Linked DNA regions of Gossypium hirsutum: all the other regions are linked to region 1. Evidence: chromatin contacts called from public Hi-C data. All regions are on one chromosome and are shown on one strand. Each heading gives the region's core, a stretch centred on a gene start, on an enhancer-like site or on the middle of the called end of the contact. The rest is flanking DNA. Distances are from core to core; before and after follow the strand shown. Region 1 holds the start of LOC107934631. Region 2 holds the start of LOC121230805. Region 3 overlaps LOC107943777 (a long non-coding RNA gene).

Region 1 (5,036 bases), core at 1,248-3,747:
AGTACTCATTAACTAAATTCAAACAACGACAGTTACTTGAACTAATTTACTTTGTTGGGTTGATTTTTAAACTTTAAATGTTTAACATCAACAATCTTCTCCTTATACAAATCTTCAACTCGAAATTTAACTATAAAAACCTCTCCACATCAATCTTCATTTTATAGGAAACTTTAATATCGAATATAAAACATAATTTCAAAATGTTGGAAAAGATTGGACATGATAAGTAAAAAAAGCGCTTCTAACAAGATTCATTTTTCTAAAAATTTTCTAAACATTCCAATTGTGCCACGGAAAGATGAGAAGTAAATTTTATCCTAGGATTCTCAGGTTTCAGAAATTTTATCTTAGGATTATTGAGCTTTCAGAATTAAAATGGCACGAGATAGGGCAAAAAGGCACCCTGTAGGACACGTTTTCACCCTCTTCTCCATGTCACTTGAAGGCGCATCCTACAGGATGCATTTTTGCCTTGCCCTATGTTACGTCACCTGAAAACGCTTCTTACACGGTGTGTTTTTGCCTTCTTTCTCCCAAACTGGCATATTTCTCTATTTTTTTACAAAAATTGCCTAAATCCCTAATTTTGTTTAAAATTTAGCATATATCCATAATTTTCCATTTTTAGCCTTTTCTTATTGCTATTTACCTGACATGACCATAGAGGAAGAAAATTTCTTTGGTGTTTAGTACTGGATTTCCATTTATTGAATTCTTGGTAGCAACCAAGTTGTTTTTGAAAAGTAATCAAGGGAATGAGAGTTTTCAATAAATTGGGCTAGTCAGAAAAGGTGATAGGAAGCCGGTCCAACTTGTAAAAATATAATACAGTTGAAATTTTTGAAAGTAAAATTTAGGATGCTCTAAGTTCATCTAATTCATAGAACTTTGATTTTGATTATTATACTTCTAAGTTGATAAATTTTTATTGTTTCAATTTAGGTGATGATAATAATGTCATATTAAATTGAAGTTTTTTTTTAAATATTCCCATTATAGGTTTTAATCATATCTATTCTTTTTGACACAATGCTTGGCCCCTCCCCAATCCATAAATAGAAGGATAATGGGCTTTAATGCACTCGAACCTACGTCTTCCTGCATTGGCAACAATGGCCATGTCAATCGAGCTAAGATTCAGTTGGCTCAATTTGATGGTTTTAAATTAACATGAAATAAAATTTTAATGACACAATTTTAGCATATTAGATGACGATACGTTCCGTCATTAATTATGTGACTAAGTTTATTTTGTCACTATAAGTTGAATATTATTTCCTTACTGATGACAAATCAAATGACAAATTAGTGTATAATTTGGTGACAAAATTATCTCTCACCAAATACTTATTAAAAGGTGACATTTTACATTATTGTCATTAATGACATTATATTGTGACAAAATATAATGTCATTAATATCGTGACAATCCCGTCACTTATGCATTGAATGTTATTCATTATTGGTAATGATACCAATGGTCAGTGATAAATATTATATAATATGATGACATAGTTTGTTGTCACAAATACTAATTACAAGGTGGCAGTATACATTATCGTCACCATACTTTCAACAATATGACAAATAGTGATAAATCATCACTTTTAACCTTTAGTGTGACAATGAATTTTGTGTCACTAAATACAAATAAAGACATAAATGTAATTATCAGTGACTATTTCCTATGCCACTAATACATAAATTTGTTGTAGTAGATGAGAAAGAAACCTAAACAAAAACAATTGAAAAGAGCTATTAAGCAATTCTGATCTTACCTCTCTATATTAACAGAGAAAGGTCTAAGATAAGATTTAAGCTTGTGTAAATGATGGACTACTTAATTCGGAAACAACTCATCCCATAGAACATTATACACAACCCAATCTAATCTGTCTACCAAATTACCTTTGTTCCATGCAAACATTGGACTAACAAACTCCATGTCTTGCAAATTATGCTGAAATAAGAAATCTTAATATAAAGTATGACCAATATTAAATTTATCAACTCCACATTTCATTTCCAAGCTATTTAGAATAAAATTTAAATCCTTTGCAATCAATCATGGGTCAGACATATTCTCTGTTATCAGATGGAGACACTCCCACATCAGTCTCCTCTCAATCTATAGGGACTCCCATAAACAACAATAAGAAAGAAGATTGCTACATGTTTGAATTTTAAGAAAGAAGATTGCTACATGTTTGAATTTTGGTTTTAATCACCTCCTAAGAGATTGAATTTTTCCATGCCACCCAAAACCCTTCAAAATAATTAACCTCTAAGTTCAACACGATGAGAACAACCAAAGCCCATATTTCCAATTACTTTATCTAAAATTTCTCCACTAATCTAGATTTCAATAAAAGAAAAAATCTATGGTTAGTTAAGGCTAAAGTAATCAATACGTTAAAAGTAGAAGATTTAATAACATGACTGTAAGTCTCAAGAAAATCTTAACTTTAAACTTGAGCATGCCCTTTGCCAACCAACCTTGCATTTTTACTTTGAACAACCACCTACACCCTATTGCTTTCTTTCCAGGAGGAAAAGTTACAAGTGACCGAGTTCTTTAGCAATAAGGGCATTATATTCAACCATAACAGCCTCCTTCTATGCAGGATTGCTTGATCATTAGTAGTCAAATAAATGTTATGTTTGAACTCTCCTTCCTGTTTCTTGTGATAATGGAGTGAGTGTTAATTAATACTCAGCAAGGCTCTTGAATTGCTTCATGGGGAGTCTCGGAAGGCATGGTAGGAACAACTGATATTGTATCGGATCTGTTAGGAGAAAAAATTAGTCCACAAGAGAACTAAAATAATGAGCATTACCAGTGGAAGGTAATATTGAATCTTATGTCTCTGAAGGAGAGCTGCGTTGACTTGAAGATACCTCAAATGAGTGCTTAATCGAAGGAAAAACTTGTAGAGACTGAAACCAAAACTGACCATGCCTAGTTAAATTGGAATTTGTGAAGGCTCTTCAAAAGGAAACACATAATCCTAAAAAATGACATGCCTGGAGATCAATACTCGTCTGCTGTCATTGAGACATTTATATCTGTTAAAAATGGCCAACCATGTTGCTGTTATGTTTTTGTTAAAATGCATGCCAATATGATGATTTTGTTGAGTGCATACAGCTTGTATACATGCCGCAGTAATTGTGCATGTTGCAGCAACATATTTTCTATTTTAGTTGCAATGTAATTTAGTTTGATTGAAAATGAACTTAGTTGTTGATGTTTTGATGGGTTTAGGTGATGATTGAGCTGATAAGTCAGCTTATTCATGTGTACAAGTAATGTTTTGATAGTCTCAATGTTGATTAGTGGGATTAGTTGAATATTTGGTGATGTATTTTGATTATAAGTGTATTGTTTTCATATTGAATGAGAAAGCATATCAGTTGTGTAAAGCAGATTGCTTCCCTGCTGCAGGTTTGTGAGCATGTAAATTATGTCAAGTTTCTTGCTCCTTTGTTCTCTGTCTTGTTCTCTTCTTTTGCTGTTGTCAAAACCCCAACAATATCCATAGTGGAGTGGGCTTATGAGCATTTTATGAGCTCAAATGAGGAAAACACTAGGAACTAAGGCTGCGTTTGTTTAGGGGTAAAAGCTTTTACGAAAAAGCTTTTCAGCCTTTTCCCATGTTTGGTTGGCTAAAAATAATTTCTCATTGTAAAACCTTTTACAAAAAACGGGAAAAGAAGCGTTGATTTTAGTAAAATGTCTTACCGATTTTATTTTGGTAAGACGTTTTCCAAAGGTTTTCTTCCCCAGTAAACTTACCTGAAGCTTCTTCCTCTTCCCCTTCCCCTTCCCCTTCTCATTCTCTTTCCTCCTCACCCATCCTTTGCACCCTGATCTACTGGTTGCCGTCAAACAAACAGAACCCTAACCTGACCCTGGGTTGGTCTGGTCAGTCTTTCTGAAACCAACATCACCTTCCTCTCTTGGATGGCCAGAACCCAAGTTTAAACCAGACCCCACGATCAGACCTGTTTCAATTGAAGACCAAGCCAGGTTTGCCAATATGCAAATGCAAAACAAGGTTCTTAACAGTTGCAAAGAGTTTTTCAAGAACAGGGTTCGTGATGAAGAAAACGATGATGGTGATGATGATGATTTTAATGAAGAAGAAGAAGAAAAGAATGAAGTAGACATGTTTTTTATGAGAATTTTTGTGAATAACAGTGAGTTGAGGGGCTACTATGAGGAGAATCATGAGAAATGTGAGTTCTTTTGCTTGGTTTGTGGTGGCATTGGTGAAAAAATTTAGGTAAGAAATTTCAAGTGTGTGTTGGACTTGTACAGCATTATATGTCGATTTCGAAAACAAAGTGTAAGACAACCAATAGAGCTTTTGGATTGGTTGTTTGTAAAGTTCTTGGTTGGGACATTGATAGGTTGCTTGTGATTTTGTTGAAAGGAGAGCCTTTGAGTCGTATTTTGGCTAATTCAAGCGAATCACAGGTAAACTTCTTATGTTTATTTGCATTTTAATTGCCTAATAATTGTATCAATCATGAAGCTGTATGAGTGTTCGATACATGGTATAGATTGTTTGAATTGAGTAATTTGTAGAATTTACATTGATGATTATTGGTTATATGAACATCTATGAATGGTAAAGTTTGTAGTGTTAAGGATTTATGTTGAATTGATGGTCTGTGAGGTGATTGAGTTTTTTCCCTTACTATTTGCTTAATTAGTGAGGAATTTTGTTTAATAAGTAATGGAGAATTGGATGTATAGTGAAATAAGGAATTGTATCCTAATGGTGTTAAGTGCAGAACACTTTGCAAGGAGAATGTTCGAATAAAAATGTAGAAAATCTTGAAACTGGAAATTCAAGTGGCAAAGTCCAGAAAGATGCCTTTGATTCTCTGGTGAGAGTTCATCTCTTTACTTTTTCTGTTAGTGTTTTTATGGACCATTTGCAATGTTGTGATGGTAGTGATCACTGCATGATGTGAAGTAAAAATAGTTGTTTTATAGCATTGTAGGTGTGGGGTTGGCATTTCAT
Region 2 (5,036 bases), core at 1,075-3,574, 350 kb after region 1:
AAATGTTTACCCATTAAGTTGAAAAGTAAAAGCATTATATTGTTTATGTAGTTAAATAATATGGTACGTCGTCTACTAGTTAAATAATCAATTCACGTAAACGCAACATTGAGTATAAATAATAGGATTCATTAACTCGACTCTACTTCACTCGAATTTTTTTTACCCGACTCGATCAAATACTCACCCCTAATTGATATTATCATAACAAAATCTATCTTTTAATACTTTGATGTGGTTAAAAGTTGGGATAAACAATTGTTAGGGAGAGATCTCAAATAATATCTATACTTTATCTAACTCGTGTTTTCGTTGAATTAGTGTCATTAACTCTTTGTTTCCTACTTTTGAAGATCCATATTTGCTTGTCTCTTGCTTCCATAATCGAGTTGTAAAGGTTCTTTTATCAATTCAAATGTTTTATGTAAATTAGAACTTGTATGTTTCAAAAATTTTGTTTATTGTTTTTCCAAATTCTTCACAAGTAAAGAGAAAGTAAAAGTTTCTTGCTTTTACGCTCTTTAAATCCTCTCTTTATAATCATTAAAAGTTCCAACCGAAGATTCATTCTGGATTAAATTCTTATAAATAGAAGTCTCCAAACAACGAGACTCTTGCAAAATTACATTTTACAAAAAATTGTTCCATGGACTCGAATTCCTTCCTACCGTTAAGTTGATTGATCTTCTTTTGAGTTACAACTTCCAAAAGAATATAATTAGTCTGAATGGAAATTTAAGCCTGCAAAGGTTCATCCAAACTTTTCTCGATGGGTCCTTCGAATTATTCTCATTTTGGTTGAGATTCTAAAAAATATGGCAAATATACTTGATGGTTAGTGTCAATTTTTCAAATAATTTTATCCTTTCCTCCTTAAGGAGGAGAGCAATTCGATTTAGTCAAATTCGGTTTGAATAGTTTTTTCAATTATACATTCAATTTTATTAATTATTTCGATCAATTATTGATTTTTGAATTTTCAAATTGTTTCGGTCGAAAAAAATTGAATTAATTAATATTTTTTTAAAATTATTTAAAATCAATATATATTATTCAAGCTCAATGCCATCCTTTCTTGTCAAGGTGGCTAGCTAAGGTTGTGCTTTTATTGTTTCCATTAGTTGGGCTTAGCCTCATCTTTAGCCCTCTATTTTTCTTCTTGTTTTCTTTGTTGGGCACCATTAGGTCACTCATTTCCGCATTGCATGTGAATATAAATTGATATAAATCAAATAATAAAATAATTTAAAATAATAAGATGTTATTTATTAATTAAATTAAATCATTTAAATTATAATAAAAACTTAATTAAAAATAGATATTACCTCACTTATTATAGCATTTTACATTTTATTTTTTTCTAATTTAAAAGAAAATAATAATATTATTAATTGAAAAAGTAAATTTAAATGGTATCAAATATAATCAAATTAAATTTTATGACTTATAATATAATTTTTATTTTTTAATAGTTTACTTTCAGAAGTAACGAATTTTATTGAAATTAAATAATCTAATTTTATTATTAAAAATGGAATAAATTAAAAATACAACTTCCTAAAAAGTTGAAATAAAATCTAATTTAAAAATAAATACTAATATTAAATGTATATTTAAATTTTCTACTTCAATCTATCATTCTCATTATCGTCTTTCATCTTAATATACCATAATAGTGCATCAAATATAAATCGAGAAAAAAAAAACAAAATAATGAAACTAAAACAAATTGAAATAAAAAAAATTGGGGTTTCAATTGAAAATAAATAAATTGAACTTAGGTATTAATTAAGATGAATAAAAACTCTATTATTTTAAAAATATTTATTTAATGTCAATTTAGTAATTAAATGAATGTTAAAGAATATTCTCGTCAATTCAAAAATTTTTCTAAACCCGTACCTTTATTTATATTATAGATGAAATTTTCATGATCCTAAAGAATATCATATCTAATACTTATATTTTAAGCAGATTAAATAGTTAATGTCATTCTTAATTGAGTCCATTATTAAATTATAAAAATATTCATTATTTTAAACTATAATTAATATTATTATGACAAATAAAATAATTACAAATTACAAATTACAAATTTAAGAATCAAATACGTGTTCATTAGTATCAAAATACAAGTTTATTACCACTCCATCTATATTTATTATCGAATAAATTTTAAAAGAAAATATTTTAAACAATTTACATTATGGGTTTGACAAAATCTAGTATATTAATTGAGTTAGAGTTACAAGTTAACTCGACATCAACTCGATATTGATAAAAACATCATGATAAACGATTGTAATATATTTAACATTCTTAATCTAATGTATTTAGGTATTTAATATTCTTTGATCACGGGCGTATGTTATTATTAATTAGTTTGAAGTTGTACATTTCAACATTTATTTATATTGTTTTTTAAATACACCTCTATAAGATAGTTTCCAAATGCATACAGTGTGCTAAAACTTATGATATATATAATATGTATAATTTTTAATAATACTATAGTAGTAATTATGAAAACTCGTAAATTTTAAACTTTTTGTTGAGTTGTAACTAATAATGAAGCATTGACACAGTTGATAACCGCATAAATCCAAGATTTTAAGTATTCAAATTCGAAATTCACGTTGCATAATTATATGCGTGGATGTCCATGTCCCACCATGTTTATGTGGGTTCCAGTCTGACATTCATTCATATTATTGACAATCGAACTTAGCTAGTTCCCTTTTTCGTCTAATTGCCACCGACTACCGAATTATAAGATTCTTTTAACCCCATTTCATAACAAAACTCAGATTTCAAGCTTATGACATTCATTCACATTATTCACAATCAAACTCGGTGCTTTATCACTTTGACCTAATAGTCATTGAAGGAAACACAAAATACCTTGTCTACTGTTAAGTCGAAAACGTACCTTATTTATTTTTTCTTTTTCTTTTTTCTTCAAACCTCTTCAAAGTGTACAAGCTATCCCTTAAATCCGAAAAGTTAAACCCACGGATCAGCACGTCGGCTTCCTTCTCTTCGATTGCCCGCATATTGTTCCTTAAAGATTCCGTCGCCCGATTCCCACTAGTACCGAAATCATCAGGACTTTCGTTGGACTCCCCTTTTTCTGCTAAGGCGTTTGTTCCTTTGTATAATTCTTGGAACGAAATACGTGGCTGTGATTGTGAAAGTGTAGGAATAGGTTCAGAGGGAGATGGCATCGGGGAATGTCGGAGGAACTCGGAGAGATCCTTATGGATTTCCAGTAATGAAGCGCTTTCTGACATGGGTTTGGAATTGGGAGTCGAAGGATTTGTGGGGTTTCTGGGTCTTTGTTGGGGTTGGTCAGTTTTGACATCGCCGAAGTAAGAAGAGTCTGAAGGGGGATTATTGCCGGAGTGGTTGCCGTTCGTGGACGCGTTATCGTTGTTCGGTCATTTGAAGAAGTGGAGAAAAGGCGGAGAGTGAAGGGTTGGCGAGGGATCTGCGTCTGGAACTGGCGAGAAGGAGTGCCATAGCTACGGGGGAATTGAAAGAGAACTGTTTTTAAGGTTTGGGGGGAGATGGAGATTATTTAAGGGGGTTTAGGGTTTGGACTGAGCGACTGAGCCGCCTCTATTTTTGGGTAGAAGCCCAGCTAGACATCCAGGCCGGGTATAATGGCTGGATTTTCTCCCATTTTTTTTAATCTTTTTGTTTAGTTTTATATTGTATTTTTTTGGGTTTTTTTTTTACCATTTCATAGTTTTTTTATTGGGGATTTCTCTTCACCTATTGATTTTAGGAGGGAGGAAAATCTGATTTGGATCCAAAAATTTTGATAAAAATTTTAATTTCAATTAATTAATTTGAGTTATTCGAGTTAACCTAGTTATTCAGATTAACTCAAATAAAAAATCAACATTTCGGTTTAACTCAAATATGAATTAGACGATTCGAGTTATTCGAAAATTCGAATAAGAAATAACAAAACTATGTCGCTTTGATAAATATTTACCTTTTCTAAAGTTAAAAGTCAAAACCATTAAATTAAAAGGCAAAACTACGTTGTTTTGATAAATGTTGACCCATTAAGTTAACCATTATATTGTTTATATTGTTAAATAATATTGTACTTCGACTACTTGTTAAATAATCAGTCCATATAACCGTAACATTTAATATAAATTTAGTAAATAAACTTGATGAAAAATATACCATTAATGTCAATTTTTGAATTAGTTTTATCCTCTCTTCTCTATGAAGAGAGCAATTTTGGTTACAACTCAAAAAATCAGTCTAATCAATTTAATCAAATTCGGTTTGAACAGTTTATTCAATTATACACTCAATTTTATTAATTATTTCGATTAATTATTAATTTTTGAATTTTCAAATCATTTCAGTCTAAAAAATTTGAATTAATTTAATATTTTTTTTAAAATTATTTAAAATACATTTATAATATGTAAAATAAATATATATTATTCAAGCTGAATGCGATCCCCTTCTTGTCAAGGTGTCTAGCTAAGGTTGTGCTTTTATTGTTTCCCTTAGGTTTAACCTCATCTTTAGCCCTCTATTTTTCTTCTTGCTTTCTTTGTTGGGCACCACTAGGTCACTCATTTCTTTTTAACTAGTATTTAATATCAGGTGCATTGCATGTGAATAAAATTTGATATAAATCAAATAGTAAAACAATTTAAAATAAAAATATATTACTTATTAATTAAATTGAATAATATAATGAAAACGTAATTAAAAATAAATATTATTTCATTTATTATGAATTTGAATAAATGTGAAAGATTTTATCTTGAAATTTTATATAAATCTTCTACTTCAATCTATTATTTTCATTGTCGTCTTTCATCTTAATATATCACAATAGTGCATCAAATATAAATTGAGAAACAAAAAAAACAAATAAATGAAACTAAAACAAATTGAAATAAAAGAAAAAAAATTGGAGTTTCAATTGAAAATAAATAAATTGAACTTAGTCATTAATTAAGATGAATAAAAACTCTATTATTTAAAAATAAATTTATATT
Region 3 (5,036 bases), core at 1,306-3,805, 300 kb after region 1:
TATGATTACCAGGTCCAAGGCTGAGATTTTTAAACCCAAGGCTCTATCTGTTGAAGGTATTGATTATGAGCTACGCACAATTGAGGAAGCTCCTGCTGATCCAGAGTGGTGACCAGCAGTACAAGCTGAGTTTGATGCTCTTATGGGTAACTCCACTTGGGAACTTGTTTCTCTCTATCATGGACGAAAGATAATAGGGTGTAAGACTGTAAGTGGCTCTTCAAAGTAAAGAAAAATTTGAGTGAGACTATTGCTCGACGGAAGGCTAGGTTGGTAGCAAAGGGGTGTTCACAAGTTCCCGAATGTGATTTCAAGGAAACATTCAGTCTCGTGGTCAAACCTGCTACAATTCAAACCATACTCTCAGTTGTTGTCTCTTGTGGTTGGCAACTTCATTAGGTCGATGTCAACAATGCTTTTTTGAATGGTGATCTCTCTTACAAAGTGTTCATGCAACAACCTCCAAGTTATGTTCAATTTGGTCCAAATGGTGAGCATTTGGTGTGTTGTCGGGTGAAGGCATTATACGGGTTGCGGTAAGCTCTCCGTACCTGGTTTGATAAATTGAAAAGGTTTCTTATTTCTACTGGTTTTCTCGTATCCAAATCTGATGCATCTCTATTTGTTCGAGTAACATATGAGTCCATCATCTATGTTCTAGTTTATGTGGATGATATTGTTGTGACGGGGAGTATGGCTGGCAGTATAAATAGCTTTATTCAGCTTTTAAATAAAGATTTTTCTCTGAAGTTTATGGGAGACTTTCACTACTTCTTAGGCATTGAAGTTACTCGATCCTCCACTGGAAGTTTTCATTTATGCCAAGTACATCAGGGATCTACTTGATAGAAGTTTTTTAACCAATGAAAAAAGTATCTACACACCAATAATCAATTTATCGACGTTGTCTAAAGATGAGGGTACTCGTCTTACTGATCCTACAGAATATCGAAGTTTTGCTGGTGCTCTTTAATATATGGTCCTGACCCGACCTGATATTGCTTATGCTGTGAATCGTGTATGTCAGTTTATTCATGCACCCACTATAGTATATTTGGTGGCTTTAAAATGAATCTTAAGGTATTTACATGGGACTATTGATCATGGGTTGGTTTTTCATCCGTCTGACACACTATCTCTCATTGGATATGTTGATGCCAATTGGGGATTGGATTTTGATGATCGTCACTCTACGACAGGATATTGTGTGTATTATGGAAATAAATTTGTTTCATGGCGTTCGAAAAAGCAACAAGTTGTTTCGCGGACGACAGTTGAGGCTGAATATCGAAGTTTGGTTGCAACCACCAGTGATGTTACATGGTTAGTCTCTCTGCTAACGGAGTTACAAATTCATTCTGATAATTCGCCTGTTATTTGGTGTGACAATTCTGGTGTGGTAGCTATTGCTACTAATCTGGTCTTTCACTCCAAGTTCAAACATGTTGAGCTTGACCTATTTTTTGTTCGTGAAAAGGTAGTTGAGGGTTCGTTCATTATCAACGAGGTGCTAGCTTGTGACCAGGTTGCTAACATTTTCACAAAACCCCTGCCTGTCTCTTTGTTTACTCAATTTCGTCATTTTCTTCGAGTTTTACCTATTGAGAATTTGGATGAATGTTAAGTATAGGATAAGTTAGGTTGTTAGCAATTTGTTATACAAACTGGCATACTGTTAATAGAGTTTGTTAGCAGCAGTTAGTCATTCTTTCATGTATATAAGTCCTACTACTATACTGATCAAATCAACCAAAGAATATCATAATATTCATTCATATTCACTCTGTATTTCTTCATTTTCTGTACTTACTAACAATAATAAGTATAAATTACATAAAAATTCTACTCCTAATGAATATTAGAGTTTTAATGTACATCAAATTTATCTTAATCTCGATAAACATCCACTTAATAATAAAATATTCATTTTTAAAAACCCAGAATTTGAAGTCTGTCAAAATGACACGCTTTCTGTCTATCTTATGACACTTTTTTTTAAAATGTTTTCTTTTGGCTTTCTGTTTTGATTCTTTCGCTTCTTTTGACTGGTTTTACTTAGTTTCCTGTTCATTTGAGTGTTTTGGTATGGAAGAAGAATTAGCAAATCTGAGACTGTTGGATGAAGAAGAGAAGACGTTCCAATAGAAAGCAGCGGTGGTAGATCGGAGCTATCAATTCTGCTTGGTAGGGAGATGTCTCATGGACAGTGTGGTCCATTTTCCCTCACTACGTAATACTATGGTTGATTTGTGGCACCCAATTGGAGGAATATGCATCACGGATCTAGGAGACAAAAGGTATATTTTTCAGTTTTTCCATGAGGTTGATGTGCAACGGGTTTTTTCTGGTTCACCTTGGTTCTTCAACAATCATTTGTTGATCCTACAAACAATACAAAAAGGAGAAAATCCATCAAATATAGTCTTAAATTTCACTGATTTTTTGGTTCAAATCCACGAATTACCTCCAGGTTTAATAACGAAAATGATGGCCAAACAATTTGGTGATTTTTTGAGAAAGTTTCTTAAATACAACACCTCAATTCCAATCATGGGTTTGAAGAAATTTATGCGCATCTGTGTCTGCTTGGATGTTTCTTCCCCGTTGAAAAGAAAGAAAAAGATCCAAATTGGTAATGAAATTATTATTTATGCTCGTTTTCAATATGAAATATTGAGTTTATTTTGTTTTATTTGTGGCAAGTTGGGACACGGTGAAAGTTATTGTCCACTTTGATTTTGCATAGAACCAGCCAAGATTGTATTTGGTTGGGAAGTGTCCTTGCATGCTGTGTCGCGGCCGCGAAGCATGGTGGCGAGTAGGTGGCTCCGACAGGCTGATGGATCACAGTGGAATAGTGAGAGTATGGAATGTAATAATCAGAGTCGTAAATGGGGGAAGGATTTGGGGCGTAACTCAATGGGGGAATCATGGAATCAATTTTCAAATCCCAAATTTATCTCTTCACAATCAAGTCATCATATTCCTTTTAAAGAGCCTGATAGCTGGCGTAATATTGACAGTGGGGTTTTAACTAATGAGGATTCTAGTTATGGGCCAACAAATTTAATTTTGGAGGAAAATGTCCCTTTAGTTAATTTAGAAGGAAAAAAACATCAGAGGGTAATGGAAGGACTTTTAACAGCTGCAGAGAATAAAGTGGATGCAGGAATTCTTGATTTAACAGCTAGCTCTAGGGAACAGAGCAGCCGAATGCAATGAAATACTTAGCTGGAATGTTCGTGTTTGGGGAGATCACGAACTATTAAGAGGCTCAAGAACAAATTGAGAGTCATTAATCCCCGAATTTTGTTTCGTATTTAAACAAAGTTAAGTGCTAAAATGATGGAAGCAATTTAAGTGTGGGTTTGATAATGAGATTGATGTGGGGGCTTTGGGCTCAAAAGGAGGCCTATCTTTGGGTTGGAAAGGAAATTCTTTAATTCAGCTAAAGAGTTTTTCTTCCTCCCATATTGATGTTGAGGTGCATGACGATGAAATTGACGCAATTTGGCGCTTGACGGGTTTTTATGGAAATTCGAATGAAAGAAATAGGAGAGAGTCGTGGGATCTTCTTTGACATTTAGGGCAGGACCAAATGACTCCTTGGATTGTGATGGGGGATTTTAATGAAATCACGAGTTCTTTGGAAAAGAAGGCTGGGAGGCTTCGAGCAGAATGCCAGATGCAAGAATTTAGAACAGCAATGGAAGATTGTGGACTCAATGATCTAAAGTATATTGGTAGATGGTTTACGTGGGAATGAGGAAGGTTTTTGTCAACCAACATAAGGGAGAGGTTGGATCGAGAGTTGCATCATTGAGTTGGGTTAATATTTGTCCTAATTATCAATTAGAACATCTGACCCATTCTTTCTCAGACCATTGTCCGATTTTAATTGACACCATGGGAAGGTAAAAGCATATTCTGTTTTACAGCGAAAGTTCTTTTCAGTTTGAGGCAAAATGGGTTTTAGAAAATTCTTTTGATGAGAAGATTAAAAGAAACTAGGAGAGTATTTTGGGTAGTGTTCCGGATAAGCTTGTGAGTTTGGGACATCAAATTCAGAGATGGAGCAGGCATAGAATTAGAGAGCGAAAGATTAAACGTATGGACCTTGAAACTCAAATTTCTTTACAACCGAGATCCAACAGATGAAATTCTTGCTGAAATAACATATATTCTAGTGGGGCTTAACTTAGAGGCTGATCAAGAAGAAATTTTTTAGGAACAACGGGCCCGAGTCAATTGACTGAAAAATGAAGATAGAAATAAGAGTTACTTTCATCAAATAGTTGTTCAACGTCAATCACGAGGTTGAATCAAAGAATTAGAAAGGGCGAATGACGAAAGGATTTCTTCGACTGAGGAGATGCTTACACTTGCTTCAATGTTTTTTGGCGACATATTTTTGGTTTCAGAGATGGGATTAGATGAACGTGTTTTCAGTTTAATGGAGAAAAGAGTCACCAATGATATGAACGCTTACTTACTTAAGCAATTTAGGGAGGAGGACATCACTTATGCGGTCAAAATTATGGCGTCGTTGAAAGCTCCTAGCATTGATAGATTCTCAGCTATTTTCTTTCAAAGGTACTAGCATCTTATTGGTTCTAAAATTTCAAGTTATTGTTTATCTGTTCTAAATGGGAATTCTGAAATAGAAGCTATTAACAAAACCCGTATAGTTTTGATCCCTAAAATAGATAAACCTAAGAACTTCTCTTTTTAGACCCATAAGCATTTGCAATGTTATTTATAAAATTATCGCGAAAGTCTTGGTGCATCGAATGAGTGCTATTTTGGGAGATTGCATTAATGAAGCTCAAAGGGCTTTTATCCTAAGAAGACATATTTTGGATAATGTTCTTATTGCTTATGAGGTCCTTCACTCGATGAAAATGAAGAAGAATGGAAAAAAGGGTAATTTTGCGCTTAAACTTGATATGAGTAAAGCATATGATCATGTTGAATAGGATTTCTTGGCAGGAACGATGACTCACTTAGGCTTTCATACGAATTGGATTTTTCTTATA

The links. A called contact is a pair of places that touch in the nucleus more often than the background predicts.
Region 2: a Hi-C map of leaf shows a contact between it and region 1, with 2.0 times the contacts expected there. The contact joins the promoter of LOC121230805 here to the promoter of LOC107934631 in region 1. A contact is called at or near these places in 2 of 34 Hi-C or Micro-C datasets (both in leaf).
Region 3: a Hi-C map of leaf shows a contact between it and region 1, with 1.8 times the contacts expected there. The contact joins the enhancer-like site here to the promoter of LOC107934631 in region 1. A contact is called at or near these places in 8 of 34 Hi-C or Micro-C datasets (anther, callus and leaf).

Annotation. Positions count from the first base shown.
Region 1 is chrA06:125,232,595-125,237,630 of Gossypium_hirsutum_v2.1, forward strand. LOC107934631 reads left to right here and starts at 2,498. Exons shown (of 5, transcript XR_005928941.1): 1 at 2,498-4,289; 2 at 4,417-4,483; 3 at 4,804-4,899.
Region 2 is chrA06:125,582,730-125,587,765 of Gossypium_hirsutum_v2.1, forward strand. LOC121230805 reads right to left here and starts at 2,325. Exons shown (of 5, transcript XM_041116253.1): 1 at 1-2,325.
Region 3 is chrA06:125,536,651-125,541,686 of Gossypium_hirsutum_v2.1, forward strand. It overlaps LOC107943777 (a long non-coding RNA gene), which reads right to left. Exons shown (of 4, transcript XR_001696056.2): 4 at 1,768-2,382. Among protein-coding and RNA genes, the nearest start is that of LOC107943777, 5.1 kb to the right of the region's middle. Within about 2 kb of position 2,556, at least 6 of the 9 cell types and tissues checked have an H3K27ac peak or open chromatin away from gene starts, as enhancers often do.